3 separate regions of the Lactuca sativa genome follow, and regions 1 and 3 are each linked to region 2. The links are chromatin contacts, called in public Hi-C maps. All regions are on one chromosome and are shown on one strand. Each heading gives the region's core, a stretch centred on a gene start, on an enhancer-like site or on the middle of the called end of the contact. The rest is flanking DNA. Distances are from core to core; before and after follow the strand shown.

What was found. Hi-C and Micro-C count contacts between places; a contact is called where the count stands out from the background.
Region 1: a contact with region 2 is called in a Hi-C map of leaf, with 7 times the contacts expected there. The contact joins the promoter of LOC111904659 here to the promoter of LOC111904661 in region 2. A contact is called at or near these places in 2 of 4 Hi-C or Micro-C datasets (leaf and seed).
Region 3: a Hi-C map of leaf shows a contact between it and region 2, with 9 times the contacts expected there. The contact joins the promoter of LOC111904660 here to the promoter of LOC111904661 in region 2. A contact is called at or near these places in 2 of 4 Hi-C or Micro-C datasets (leaf and seed).

What each region holds. Positions count from the first base shown.
Region 1 is chr4:172,358,317-172,363,225 of Lsat_Salinas_v11, reverse strand. It overlaps LOC111904659, which reads right to left and starts at 2,803. Exons shown (of 4, transcript XM_023900399.3): 1 at 2,459-2,803; 2 at 2,203-2,277; 3 at 2,064-2,094; 4 at 1,250-1,956. The coding sequence starts at 2,483. The coding sequence ends at 1,530.
Region 2 is chr4:172,511,636-172,516,597 of Lsat_Salinas_v11, reverse strand. LOC111904661 (thaumatin-like protein) reads right to left here and starts at 3,568. Exons shown (of 1, transcript XM_023900401.3): 1 at 2,443-3,568. The coding sequence starts at 3,363. The coding sequence ends at 2,623.
Region 3 is chr4:172,376,547-172,381,256 of Lsat_Salinas_v11, reverse strand. It overlaps LOC111904660 (inositol oxygenase 1), which reads right to left and starts at 1,661. Exons shown (of 10, transcript XM_023900400.3): 1 at 1,329-1,661; 2 at 747-852; 3 at 350-431; 4 at 37-241. The coding sequence starts at 1,359.

The sequences.
Region 1 (4,909 bases), core at 1,554-4,053, 150 kb after region 2:
TAGTTCATTTTGTCGATTAATTTCTAGCTAGGTACGTAAATGTTGAGGCAAAATAGTTTCTTATCTGATATCATCTATTATACTGGTTTTATTTTACGATTAGGTTAAATGTAAAAGTATATGTAGCGGTCTTCAATGAAGGGTTTATGAATAGGTTTGATTGGTAGTTAGTTTCCGGTCTCCATTTGGTGATTAGTTTCGATTCAACGAACGGATTCTCTTTTCTTTCGGAAAATGTGTTATTGAAAAGAGATGCAATGCAACAATAAATACTTTTTACTGTTGGATGACACACGAAGCATTGGTATTATAAGTTTATTTTTGTTGATTAGAGAAGTCTTATTTTATTTATTTTCATTTTACAACACATAAAGAAAAGTGAAAATTATACGAATTCTCATCATGGGTTATATAATGAAGTCGTAAAGACATCTAACAAAATTAAGGAGACATTTTTTAATTATACATATTTTCATCATGGGTTATATTTTGAATTCGTAAAGGCATCTAACAAAATTGACAAAGAAACTTGAATATCACTTTCGTTTAGTATTTCTATCCTCTTAAATGTTTAGATTCAAGTTATTACTTGCATTATTATTTGCAAAATCTTGGTTTTCTTTTGACATTAATTTATCAAGATTGTTTACGGTTGATCTCACATACCCATTAGTTGTAAGCACTCACTTTTCGTTTGATTTCGTATCCCCATTAATTGTAGGTACTCGCTTTTCAACTGTAGAAGCTAGCATGAGGTGAGTAGTCACTTTTCACCATGTGTATAAGCTACACTATTAGGTGATGAACTAAGCAGTCACTTTTCACAAATGTACTTTGTTAAAAGTTATAATCACAAATTTATATTAATAATCCTCATTTCTCATTCATTGATAATCATCTTTATTTTTAATTAATTGTTGTTTTACAACAAAATATCAAATTATATACAAATTTCACAATTATACCCATGAAATGAAACTTGTAACACCAAATATTAATATACAAACGCACGACAACCTTACATACATGAACACAATTAAACTTATTTTAAACAACCAAAACATAAAACTTTTATTTCATCGTTAAATAATTTACCAGGTAAAAAGATGGTTACATTTTAAATGAAACAAAAACAAAATACTTTCTGACCTCTGGATCTGTAAATTTATTACTCTAACCTTTTAAAAACTTAAATAAAAAAGTGTAGACATGCTAAAAAACATTCAAACACACCGACACATATAGAAACTTACATAAATTGTTAACAAAATTTATTATAGAAACATAGAACTGTTGGAGTTCAAATTTTTGAAGAAGATCTAATCAGAAACTAAAAATTCAAGATCCAAACAAAAAAATAAACCTAACTCTTACTTTCTTCTTAATTCCTTTACAATATGAACATCCATGTTCATCTTCCTGATCAATTATCTTTTCCATTGCTAAAAAAAATTAAAAAGAATACATACATGTAATAAATACAAATAATCAACCTACTTAGATAACACAAATCAAAATCATACATAGATCTACACCATACACAATATGCACACAAATATGAAACATCTTAAAACATGCACACAGATCTGGAACATCTTCCACCGAAAAGACAAAAAATGGTTTCTATGTTTCTTTTGTACAGATCGAATGAGAAAAGGAACAATGATAATTAATCTGTGTGTTTGCATGTGATCTGAACGATGGGGCATCAATAAAGAAAGAAAGGAAGAGAGCGAGACTGAGGTGTGTTGAAGATTTAGATATGATATTAGAGAGAGATATATAGATGTGTTTCCATGAAGTAGAAGTGATGGTAGCAGAGTTAAATGGAGGCGAGTTGTGGCAGTGTTGAGCTTAAGATCTAAGGTTAGTGACAACTGTGGTGGTGGGTTGTGTTTCAGAAGGTTTGTTGACCAAAAAATGTATAGCTTTATTTGAGCTAAAAAGCATAAGAACCTGTGGAAGAACAATCAAACATGTGAAATCAAGAAACAAAAAGGAAGGAAAATCAAAATCTAACCCAGGAAAGCAAATAACAATGTCAGACAAAGCAAAGAATCAACCCTGCTTGACGACTTGGACTATTCCCTGCGACTATAGATGCACCAGATTAAAAACCCAAGTAAGACAAATTTCAATTTAGGGCTCGTAAAAGAGGGGGCAAAAAAATTAAACAAAAGGACGCAACAATTTTTCATTCACCTTTATGTTCCCCTTCGTCCCTTTGATTTTTGTTCCTGCAACTCCTTTCAGTAAACTTCCCTAAAACCACAATATCTGTAACAAAAAAGAGATCTAAGTCCATCAATTACAGGTTAAACTGATAGAATCTGAATGTTAACTTTCCTTCTTTAATTCTGAGTTTTATCAAACGAATAGTATAAGCTGACGAAAAGGACAAAGACAAAATATAATAACAAAGGCTTTATAACACAGATAGAAATCTGAAAGCTCTTACCAGAACAGGGGTGTTTGGTGTTCATGTCGAGGAAATATATGAGATTTGGTCAAATATGTTTCTTTGTAGTTAGGGTTTCGCACCATCACCCTCAAATCATACTGAGAGAACATGGAAGATCTGAGCGGTGAATCTTTAGGGTTTTGATGGTATCGAGAGGGAGTAGAGATGGCGGTGACTGGAGCGTATTCTTTGGTATCAAAATTTGAAATGCAGAAGATTCTAGGAGAGTGTGAAGGTGTTTGTAACCATTGGATCGTTGAAAAGGATTGACAGATATAATTAGACCCTGCTCGATCCATGTGATGTCCAGTCACCATGGTTTCCTTTTCTGCATACGTTTGCCCCCTATTTTTTATGCATCATTTAGTTGTAAAGAGAGTTGCATAAGTTGTCTTTAAGACAATTTTTTAAAGGGTAGCTTTATTTATTGTACATCATGCATCATAAGTTGTGTTTAAGACTAAATTATGTATGCTTTATAAGATGGTATATATATATATATATATATATATATATATATATATATATATATATATATATATATATATATATATATATATATATATATATATATATATATATATATATATATATAGGGTTAATTTATAATGTGGAAGATGTAGATTGTGTGGATGTATGGTTGAATGTGAGCCAATAGTTTTAATTATTATTAGAAAGTAAGTTGCTTATATGATTAAGCTAAAATAAAAATAAACTTGCAGCTAACTGAAAGAAATGGATTCAATAGGCTAAGAATGTAATTTTACATCAACAATAAATAAGGGAGCCTCAGATATTTTGTGTTAACTGATCCCATTTTCTCTTTCAACTTGCACACAAAATAAGAAAGAACTAGTTATTCGGACCATCAAATCGAGAAGGATCTTCCAAGAATCAAGGTCGATCAGAAAGCATTGATTAACGTAGTAGAATATAAACAACCAATATTCAATTTGTGATGATACAAAAAGATTAGTAATTACAAACAAGTGGGTTACATTATTCTATAAGAATGATGTGTCGAATATCAAGTTCATAATTCAAGAAGGAACAAAATTTTCTAATTCTTATGGAATTGAGTTTATTCTTGTAGAATCGTTCATTCAAATGTAGTTTTCTTTGTCTTCTAATTGAATGAAGGTTGTTAATCGAAGGATTATAATTTTTTGTTACAAAGTAATCGGTGGAATTGGTATTTAGGGTCAGTTTTGTTTTATAATTTGTGCTCTTAGTATAACAATTCTAAAAGTATTTTTTTTAGAATTGGAGATCAAAGAAGACCAAATATACAACAAGTATCGATTCTCTTGAATCCATTCACTATGTTGCTTGATTTTATAAAGTTATATTCTCTGCAATATAACTTGAATCCAAAAGGGTTTTTACCCGTCTTCCATAATATATTCAATTATATGATTTAATTTCAAATGGGATTCGCAAGTTGTTAGCGATTCTGGCCAATTATTTGCTTGATTTCAAGTGGGTTTTAAGAAGTTCTATAAAAAATTGGATGATTATTGTTCTAATTTCAAGTCGGATTTGCATGATTTACAAGAATTTGTCAATTATATGCTTAAACTCAAGTGTGTTTGAAGCTATTATTTATTTTGACTAATTCATTGCTTTCTTCGATAACGTACTTGTCATGTTTTATTGGGAACAAATTCCACAACATTTTTCTTTAAAAGGATACTCTGATTTTCAAATGAAGCATAAACAAATCGGTCTTTTTTGGTCGTGAATTTGGGGATGTCACAATATCCATCTAAGTTCATAATATGGATACCAACTCTTGCATGGTTCATTAAAACCCATAAGAATGACAATTTTATGCCCTAACAACATCAGAAATGCTAAGATATAACATTCTAAGTTTCCAAGAGTAGCTCATACTCCCAAGGATGACTCAAAGAACCATATTAAGCTCAATACAATCCCTAAACTAGATCTAACAGTTAGAGTCATCAAGATAAGAGCTTTATACCTTCAATTGCTAGCAAAGTTGATGAAGACTTTGGATCCTTACGCTCGAGTCCAACCAAAGCTTCACCACCATGATCCTCCTTCCTGAAAGAGTAAAAAAAATGCCAAAAAACTACCAACAAGGATCAAAACACACACAAAAACATCTAGGCTTTCGTGGGGAGTCATTAGAGGCAAAGAGGCTGATGATAAGATGGTATAAGAGAAAGATAAAGTGATTAAATAGTGTCCAAACCATAAAAACTAGGGTTTATCCCATATGTTCATACGCCCAACGTACGCCACATATAGCAAACGTACATGGTTGCCTTCCGTGATCAAACTTGAGCCTTGTACGCTCAACATACTCAAGTTAGCCGCATATCCTCGTAACTTCAAATGGTCATTACTTCTTCATTCCAACTCCGATTTCGACATTCTTTATATCTACGGAAAGGTAATGAGAAGCTCTACAATCCTATCAAC
Region 2 (4,962 bases), core at 2,319-4,818:
TTTACGATTTTGCAAAAGAAACTGTCATGTTATAATATTATAATCTGTCATGTTATAATAATTATCCTCTTCATGACTTCATTAGAGAAACATGAAATGTCATGATCATTTTAGGATCTTTGGAAAACTTCTAATTTTTATTTTCTAAAAAAAAATTGTTCCATAGGAGGATCTTTTAGTTTTATTTTAAACAAAAACTAATAATCCAAAAGTTACTTCAAGTGGTATTTACCAAAAAGAAACTCTTAAATATTATAACAAGTTTACCCTTAAAAATGTATTTATATACTTGTTTTTATTATCTTTTTACTAATTTTATACATTTCAAAAGATTGCGAATATTTTTACTGAATATTTTTATACAAGTAAAAATTACCACTTCAATTTCTTTTATCTAATTTTGATAAACACACCCATAATCATCATCTTCTTCAAACAAATATCGGTTTGAACTTTGCCATGCATTGCATATCATTTGAATATATCATCGTTATAACAAATATTTCCAAGGATGTTTTACTTGGATGTCTAGAAAAATTAACATAGATGTTATAGGAAAATCATAATCCAAATCAATACCAAATGAATCAACAAATAGATTTGCTAAACTATAGATTCTTTATCCTATTACCGATATTTTTTTTATCAATTGATGCAACTAAGTAAAACAATTATAATGATATAATAAACTAATAGAAAATAAAACTTCATTTCACATATAAATGTTTTACCTATGTTATATTTATATACATAGTTTAATATTAAACATTGATTATTTTGAATTATATAATAATATATTAACACTATATAATATCAAACATCTTAATAGTTTCTACCCTTATGTTACTCATAAATCCAATTAAGTAGAATATACGGTTTAATGTTATTTGTAGTTGTTATTACGATGAATTAGTTTTTAAATGTTTATTTGATTAGCTTTTTAATTTCTATTATCATAGTTATTTAAAACATCAAATATTGTTTTTGTGTTTAAACATAACAATATAATCTTTTATATAATAATGTTTTTAACTACTATTATTGTAAGTTATTTGTAGGCTACTTATTTAAAAATTATTTTTTTTGTAAAAATAGTTTAGGAAATATTTTAGTTAACTTGGGATTATAATTTAGGCTTTACATGTAACGCTAAAATTTTAACTTTTAACTAATTACAAAATAGTCGTTTGATTTTCTGTAAGTTTAATTAAAATTTATATTTAAGTTAACACTTACCACTATATTTAAATTAACAATTTATGTATTTTATACAAAATATTTAAAAATTATGATTTTAAACCGACAATTTTTCACATAAAATAACATATCAAAATTAATATGTTCAATATAATATATTAAAAGTTAAAGTCATCATTTTATAAGTAGAAGTAAAATATGTTAATTTAATATTGAGGTTAAGTTAATTTTAAGATTACAATTTATATTTTGCACTTACTTAAGGTTATTAACCAATTTATAATCATTATTAAAATTAAATTAAAAACCAATTTATAATCATTATTAGAATTAAATTGAAAAGTAATATGAGTTTTCAAATGCATGTGATGAAAAGAAAAAATTATATATTTCATACTTACATGGAAAATATAAAATATTCATGACTTTTAATCAGATATTTTTTTGAAACGGTACAAAACAATCATATTTAACATATATAATTAATTATTATCCACATCACGGTATATAACATATAATCGATAAAATGTATATGATCTAATATATATTAATGATTAAACCATAACACACAACGACAATGATTGTATTAAAAGAATTTAAAATTCAAGAAAAATATAAAAAATAATTTGCATATAACAACTTACAAATTTGTATATCCATAATATTAATATTTTTATAGTAAACATTCCATTAAATGCTTATTGGATATAATAATATAAGTTATAACTTATAAACCTTTGAATGTTAAATCAATTTTAAAAAGACCTTTGAGTTGTAGTAGTTAAAAAAAAAAAGTTTTAAATAAATTTGATTTGAAAAAAAAAAATACCAATGCTATATATCAAATGCTATAAGATATATAGATATAGATAAACAATAAACTTAGAAGATAAGCCTAATATGCTAATTAATAAGTCCTGCCTTACTTGGGCCATATAACCCAATAGAGCATTCGGCCCACTAACATAAACCTAATATGCTAAATTAATAAGTCCTGCCTTACTTGGGCCATATAACCCAATAGAGCGTTCGGCCCACTAACATAAACCTAATATGCTAAATTAATAAGTCCTGCCTTACTTGGGCCATATAACCCAATAGAGCATTCGGCCCACTAACATATCATCACCCAAACGACGTCGTCGAAAAGCTCAACGATCGTAGGGTTCCATTCCAGTAGTCAAACATTATTTAAATAGTTGGAATCCTCCAGTTCCACCATGTTATGTCTCCATCACATACAAATTCAGAAATCAAATTATATTATAAACTTTTGCTTTTTCAGAAACAAAAAGCCAAAGAGACAAAACATACCGAATCTAAGATAATCGATTCTAGCCAAAAACATAATTCAAAAAACACAAAAGATCCAACTTCAACTAAAAATCTATGTTATCGAAATACATAATTATATTAAAAATATTGCTAATGGTGTGGACAGAAAGTGAGAAAGTAACTAGCTCCGGTGCAAGTAGCAATACTTGTCGGATCATCGTATGCATATGAATAAGCCCTCGGGCATGCCACCTTGAAGATCCTCGAATACGCCGTCGGTTTACATGTCTGCGGGTTACCGTAGCTCCCCGTACAACAGAATCTCGGCGAGTTAAACGCCGAGCACGCGCTCTTACAGGCAACCACGCGCCGCTTGTCATGCGACCTGACCTGTAATCCCACCGGACACATCACATTTAGATCGCTAACGCACCCAGCGTAAGTGCATTTCCCGGTACCCTTAAATGGTGTTATAGATATCGGAAGGTTGTACCCGTCGACGAGACTGACGTCGTAGAAGTCCTGTTCGGCGGTGAGGGTGATTTCGGCTAAAGTCGCCGGTGGGGTACCGCCCATGCCGTTGCAGTTGAGTGACCCACCGCAGTCTCCTGTAGAGCATTTTCCTCGGCCGGAAGCGTCGAAGGCGCAGCCTTCACGGCCCCAAAGACGACCGGACCAGGCGGGTGGGAGGAAGAGAGTGTAGGATCTTTTAGGGGGGAGTTTGAAACCGCCGCGCGCGAGGACTGGTTGTCCGGCACCAGGTTGGATTCCGGGCCAAACTGGGTGGGGGCACTTGTTTATCATCATAATGGTGGTGGCGGAGACGCCATGGAAGAGGACGAGAGAAAGGAGGAGGAAGATGGAGATGCTACGGAGGTGCATTGCTTCCATTGCTGAACAGAATCAGAGATTTGCGGTAGAAAGTAGGAGTGGAACAGAGAAAGAGATGGAGAGAGAGAAAGAGTGAGAGCTAGTGACCGACTCTCAACTCGAACCACAGCAGACTACACACTACTTAATGTTAAATTTTAGGCCAGTCCGTAAGAATAATTAACGTGTTGTTTATAAAATAGAAAAAAATAAATGACTTGTACCCGAAAAAAAAAAAAAAAAAAAAGCCTAAGTCTTATATGTGTATTTGAAAAAAAAAAAAAAAAAAAAAAAAAAAAAAAAAAAAAAAAAAACCCTAACATTTTGTATTTGGTTTTAGCTATAATTTATTGGTAAACTTATCGGTGGTGTAATTCACTTAGTTAGTTTCATGGTTAATTTTGTTATCTTTTTTTATAAAATTGGTTATTGCCGTTAACTTTGTCATCTTCTATTCACACAGTCACCTGCAACTTCAAAATTGACCATTGAACCGCTACTAAGCCATAAATTGAGGCCTCCAATGTGTTCGCCCCACCCTTGTGACCATAACCCAGCCAACCTCGTTGTCTCTAGCTTCGTCGGAGAGCCTTGTTGTCGAAAACTCACCATCACCGAAAAATGGTTGTTACAACCTTCACCACCCCTTCATTCTCCAAATCGCTCACCTTTCTATTCCTCTACCCCATCGCGGACAAACTCATGCCCTCAATTGCAACCTCCTGTTAACGGAAAGTCTCGTTGGATAATCTTATTCTTGTCGGAAAATCTCAAAATCAGTCCTAAACTATAGGGATATTTAGTGTAAATTCGTAACTTTTTTGGCATTTGGTATAATTTTTTTTGCAAACTACAAGGACCAAATTTGGACTTTATACCCAATTTTAGGATTGATTTTGCAAGAAATATAACAGAGTTAAGCATGAAACTAATTAAATGGGCTGACAACTCTACATCAAAGTTGTGGCCAATACCAACAAAAAAAAATGTTAAGTCTTTCCTCAGTTACACGTGTAAAACTTCGGGATTTTATGGTATAACTTCAAGAGATAAATCTAACCCATTTTAATGGCATCATCACAAATTTGGGAAATCGGCATAATCTTGGACCATGAGATTGATTATAATTCATGTCTCGTGTCCATGTAATATCACGAAGAATGAAGGGATAGTTGATCACTTATCTTAGGGCTGATGTCTGGTATGGGTCAGAGTTCGGCAGTGGCTTTAGAAAGCACACTTTATTGTTTGGTTCAATGTTTTACGTGCAATTGTAGTTATAGATTTATCCAAATCGGAGACTGTTGGATTAAGATGTCTAACCTCATACCTAAATTAGTATATTCTTGTAATTAAAAGCAAAGTCCTTTTGGGATGCCCTCACAACTAGACATAGATTAGAATGACATTTTGAGAAAGATGAAATGATTTATTAATTTATTATGCTTAGTAAATTAATTAGAAATTGATTAAATTGATTTAGAATTTATCAATACCAATTTTGAATTAACTTTGGGCCAGTTGGAATTAATTAGAAGTACAAGGGTTGATCTGTATTTGCTTACTAATTGAGCAAATGAAGGATTCTAGAACATTCCTTGCTTGGACGGTTTTGTAGGC
Region 3 (4,710 bases), core at 412-2,911, 130 kb after region 2:
AGCAACTTTTTTTTTTTTTTTTTTACTGAAAAATACCATGGATCAAAGCAGTCAAATGAAGCCAATCTTGGTTTGGATAGTCTTTTCTTATGGCCTCAGCTGTCTGTAATAAGTGTTCGATTTGAGGTTCATCTAAGTCTGGATCACTCTCATCGACTATCTCATTCAACAGTTCACAACATTCCCAGATGCTCAGTTCGACTTTGTCTAGTTTTTCATACCCATGTCTCATCCTTTTCACCTATATATAGATCCATATAGTTAAAAATATAGTTGAAAATTACTTTATTGGATTTAGATTGATAAAATTAACAAAATATTTTTAGCCTTGAAATAAAATGATACTCACAAAATCAACTGTTTGGTTGATGTGATTGACCCGGTAAAAGTTTTCCACGCTCTTTTGTCTTTCACTCTCTACATCGTAATCCCTATATAACAAGATATTAATTAATATTTACGTAGAATAAGTCATGTTTTATTTAATTAATAAATGTCACAACACCTATATAGAATCATATAGACTCCAAAATCCAGTAATCTTTTTTTTTTTTTTTTTTTTTTTTTTTTTTTTTTTTTTTTTGTGACAATTTTAGTTTTTCTCTAGTAACCTAGAAATTTGATCAAAATTCCTTCTTTGTTATGAACGGTAATGGGATTTATTCTAAATTCATAAACAAATCAAACATAAAGTCCTTTATTCCAGTAGAAATAATGAAATATAAGGGGCATAAAAAGAAAAAGACCTAAAATTGTGGCCAAAAGTGTTAGCATGGGGAACACAAAATCCACCATCCAACACCAATTCTGATTTCTCCCCGTTCTTTGGGATCTGCACTTTATCTTCATTTTCTGTGCCCAAGAAAAGTAATTAATTAATTAAATTTAAAATACACCAATAAAATCAAGAAAACCTCATCTTGAAAATTGATTTATTAACAAAAAAAAAAAAAAAAAAAAAAAGTTAAGATGAATCCCAAAACTTATGATAGTATAATCAACATCCAAGCAAAATTTGATACCATTTTCTGATTTTCGTGGTTTTACTTTATACTTTTAATAATTAACAAAAAAAAAAGTAATTTTATCATTAAAATTTCTTAGAATAACATAAGATCAACATCTTCAAAACTCGTAAAAAAACATAATATCAATAATCAAAGTATATTTAATTCCAAGAAGAATTTGTGATCATACCAAAACTCGATAGCAAGAAGCATTAATTCAAGAAACCGATCTAAACAAAAGAATCCATTTTAACATCATTTATCAAAACTTGTCAAGATTGTAAATAAAGCGGAAAAAAAATAATAATAATCAATCGTTACCAAATTGGGGTTGATCCACAATGATCGTCATTTTTAGAGTGGAAACTTGCTAAAAAGTGAAAGACAGAATTTAATGGTGGTGTGAAGATAAGAGAAGAAAGATGGGTGGCAAATTGTGAAGAAAAAACGAGGGTATTTATAACATGCCGGAAAGTCCTTCCCTGAGAATTCAGGGTCTCCAAGTCCTTCCCTGAAAACCCAAACTCTTGCCACTCCTTCATTTGAAAAAACAATTTTTTGTTTCTTTTATTAATTGATTTTGAATTTTGGGTTTTAAATACGAAAAAAAAGGAGAAAATAATCAAAATGTTGATAGGTGTAGAGACGGGAGGGATTCTAGGATTGTTGGCAAGCGGCAACCGTTGAAAAAGGAACCGGGCCGAGGTTTAAGATTTTTTTGATAGGTGGGGACGCACGTGACTCAGCCATGCGTTGGCATAAACTCTCTCAGCCACTTGCTCTCTCTTTCGCTCACGTAACGTTTAGGAATGCTTTCAAATCGACAATGAGTTTGACATCTATCTTGAGTCTAATTATAATGATATATAAGATAAGATGTTTTATCATTTATTAATGGGTTAATGAGTAAAATAATAAGAAAATGGCAACCATGCATTATTAGAAAATAATCATCTTTTCATAAATTTAAAGAAAATGACCCGTGAAATGGAAAAGAATGATGGTCACACGTTTGCAAATTTTCTTTGGAACAATCTTTGCGAGTTTCACTTGAAAATTGGAACCTAGGAGAAGACGAAAACCATTAAAAGGTTTTTATGATCGTTTTGTGCAAGTATAACGGCTTCGAAATCAAATAATTACTACTTAATATTTGGAAGAGCATTAGATATGAGTCACGTTATAATACAAAATTCATATGTCACTTCAACCGTAACACCACCATAATACCAAAGGGAAAATGATATTCCCCATATTATAACATGTTAAGAGATAGAGAGAGAAAAAAAAAAATGATTTGATTGGTTGATAAAGGTAACAACCAATTAAACTTCATGTTGCATATTGTCTTCGTCACAAGGAGATATGTCATAACACCATCTTAACAAGATTTGGGGGGGGGGGGGGGGGGGGGGGGGGGGGGGGTTATATTGTTACGACTAGGTTATGAGATACCACAACAACAAAAAGTACCACTTTTGTTGCTCATATCATATGCTCTAATGGTCCTAAATATATTATATCTTATGACTACACGATTTAATATGTGACTGCGTGAAACCCTCAAATAGTTCAAGATGTTGTCATTTGAATGTTTTTCAAGTATGTTCAAGATGTTGTCACTTCAACGTTTTTCATGTATTTTCTAGTACCAATGTAGTTGTTTGAGTACATGTGTATAAAATACATTTATTTATGTCTTCCAGTTTGTTAAAATGGAGTAGATTTCGAAATAAAAATTTCGGAAAAAATGGAGCCATTTTTCATAAAAGTCATTAAGTTTATATTAAAATTCACTTTTGACATCACATTATTTTTTGTCGTAATTTGATCGTGTGTTTCGAGTTTGTTATAATTCTAACCACTTTACCGGTCACTCGATTGATTGCTGACGTGACATTCTAACATGCCATTTTTTATGATGTGGCGTTCTTATTTGTCAAAATTTTAAAGAAATAACTCACAAAATACACTAAATTTTAATGTTTTTTCAATTTTTGCAGTAAGTTTTAATTTTTTTTTTTTTCGATTTTGATATTGGTTCCATTTTGATCATCTTTTTTTTTTTTTTTTTTTTTTTTTTCTAATTTTGTTTAGTTTTGATGAACCATATTCTTTATGTAGTTATTGATGAATGTAAATAATTTAGAATGAATATAATGGGAATCGATTAGTATATATAAGAAAATAAATGGAATATAAACATTTCACTAAATAATAAGTATCTTATTTTGGAAACATAAAATTTCATATAAATGCATAATAAATGTGGTATAATAGTTAAAATATCTTTTTTGTTTGGAAACAACAATAGATTTATTAAGGGTACACCCCAAAGCAAGAAGCTAAATAGGGACCCAAATCAAAACATGGAATTCAAGTACAATTACATCAAGGAAAAAGGTGAAACAAGCCAATCTTCTTGGCTACAAAAACCACCCTTAACCCTATTATTAATCCAAATAAATATCAGGGATTTAACATTCTCAACTACTTTTGGATAGGGTGTTAAATCTTGCATGAAACAACCATTCGTTTCTAACTTTCCAAAGCACCCAAATCAATCTGTAACAGATAGTAATGAATCTTTTTCATTTTTTAGTATTGTTTCCCTATTTTGTAGCAAAATCCACAATGTCCCTCACATCGTGTGCTTCTAGCGGATCAATTCCACACCACCTGAAGATCTTCTCACGTACTGGTGCAACAAATTGGCAACTAACAAGGATGTGGTTAGCACACTCAGACTCACCAATACATGATCCACATAGAGTCGAGTCAAGATTAAGACCTCTATGGGATAATGCAATCGTTGAGGGGATCCTCCCTTGTTGAGACTAGCGGGTGTGCCCCCCCACCCCCCTCCCCCCCAACATCTCATATTTGTTCGAGCAATATTAGTCATAAAACCTTAATACTTGTTTTAAGCTCATAGTAAAAACTGGTCACCAAAGAGGTTAAACCCACACATCCCACAAAAAGCCCAATTTCTTTATGCAATTTACACACACAATAACACACAAAAAAAAAGTGAATACATCAACCACGGCAAGTCGGGAACTAGAATTACAATCATCAACATTCCGAATTCTTTTTCAAGAAAATGTAACTTTAAATTCTTATTAGTTGTGGTTAATATATGATTTTTCTATACTTCATGGTTAATAATTATCATGATTAGTTTCTCAATTTCTTGTAGTCATAATGTTAATCATAATAAATATTGGCATTAAACTTCCAATCCTTTATCTTGTTTCTATGATACTTTAATTTACCTTCAAAATAAATACACAAGTTTTAAAAATTCTCAATTGGAATTCCGCCCAAGAACACCTGGCCAACTAATCAAAGGCGTTCATGTCTGACCATGAATCAAAGAATCAGAAAGGTGTTGGCTTGTAATAAAGAAAACACTCTTTAAAATAATTGGGCGATGATCCGACGCAATTTTGTCTAAAAAAAGCATCAAAGTATGTTGACCACACTCTCTCAAACTAGGAATCTATCCAATTTACACATTTATTTTCATTTCTCCTATTTCAGGTGAAGTTAAACCTCCCATTAGAACATTGATAAGATTGAAATCGATTATGAAGGTAAAAAAACCTCTCATAATATTATGGTTTGAATGTAAAAAAAAACATTGTATTTATACAAAAAAAAAAAATATGGTTTTTAAATGAGAAAGATGTATATATATATA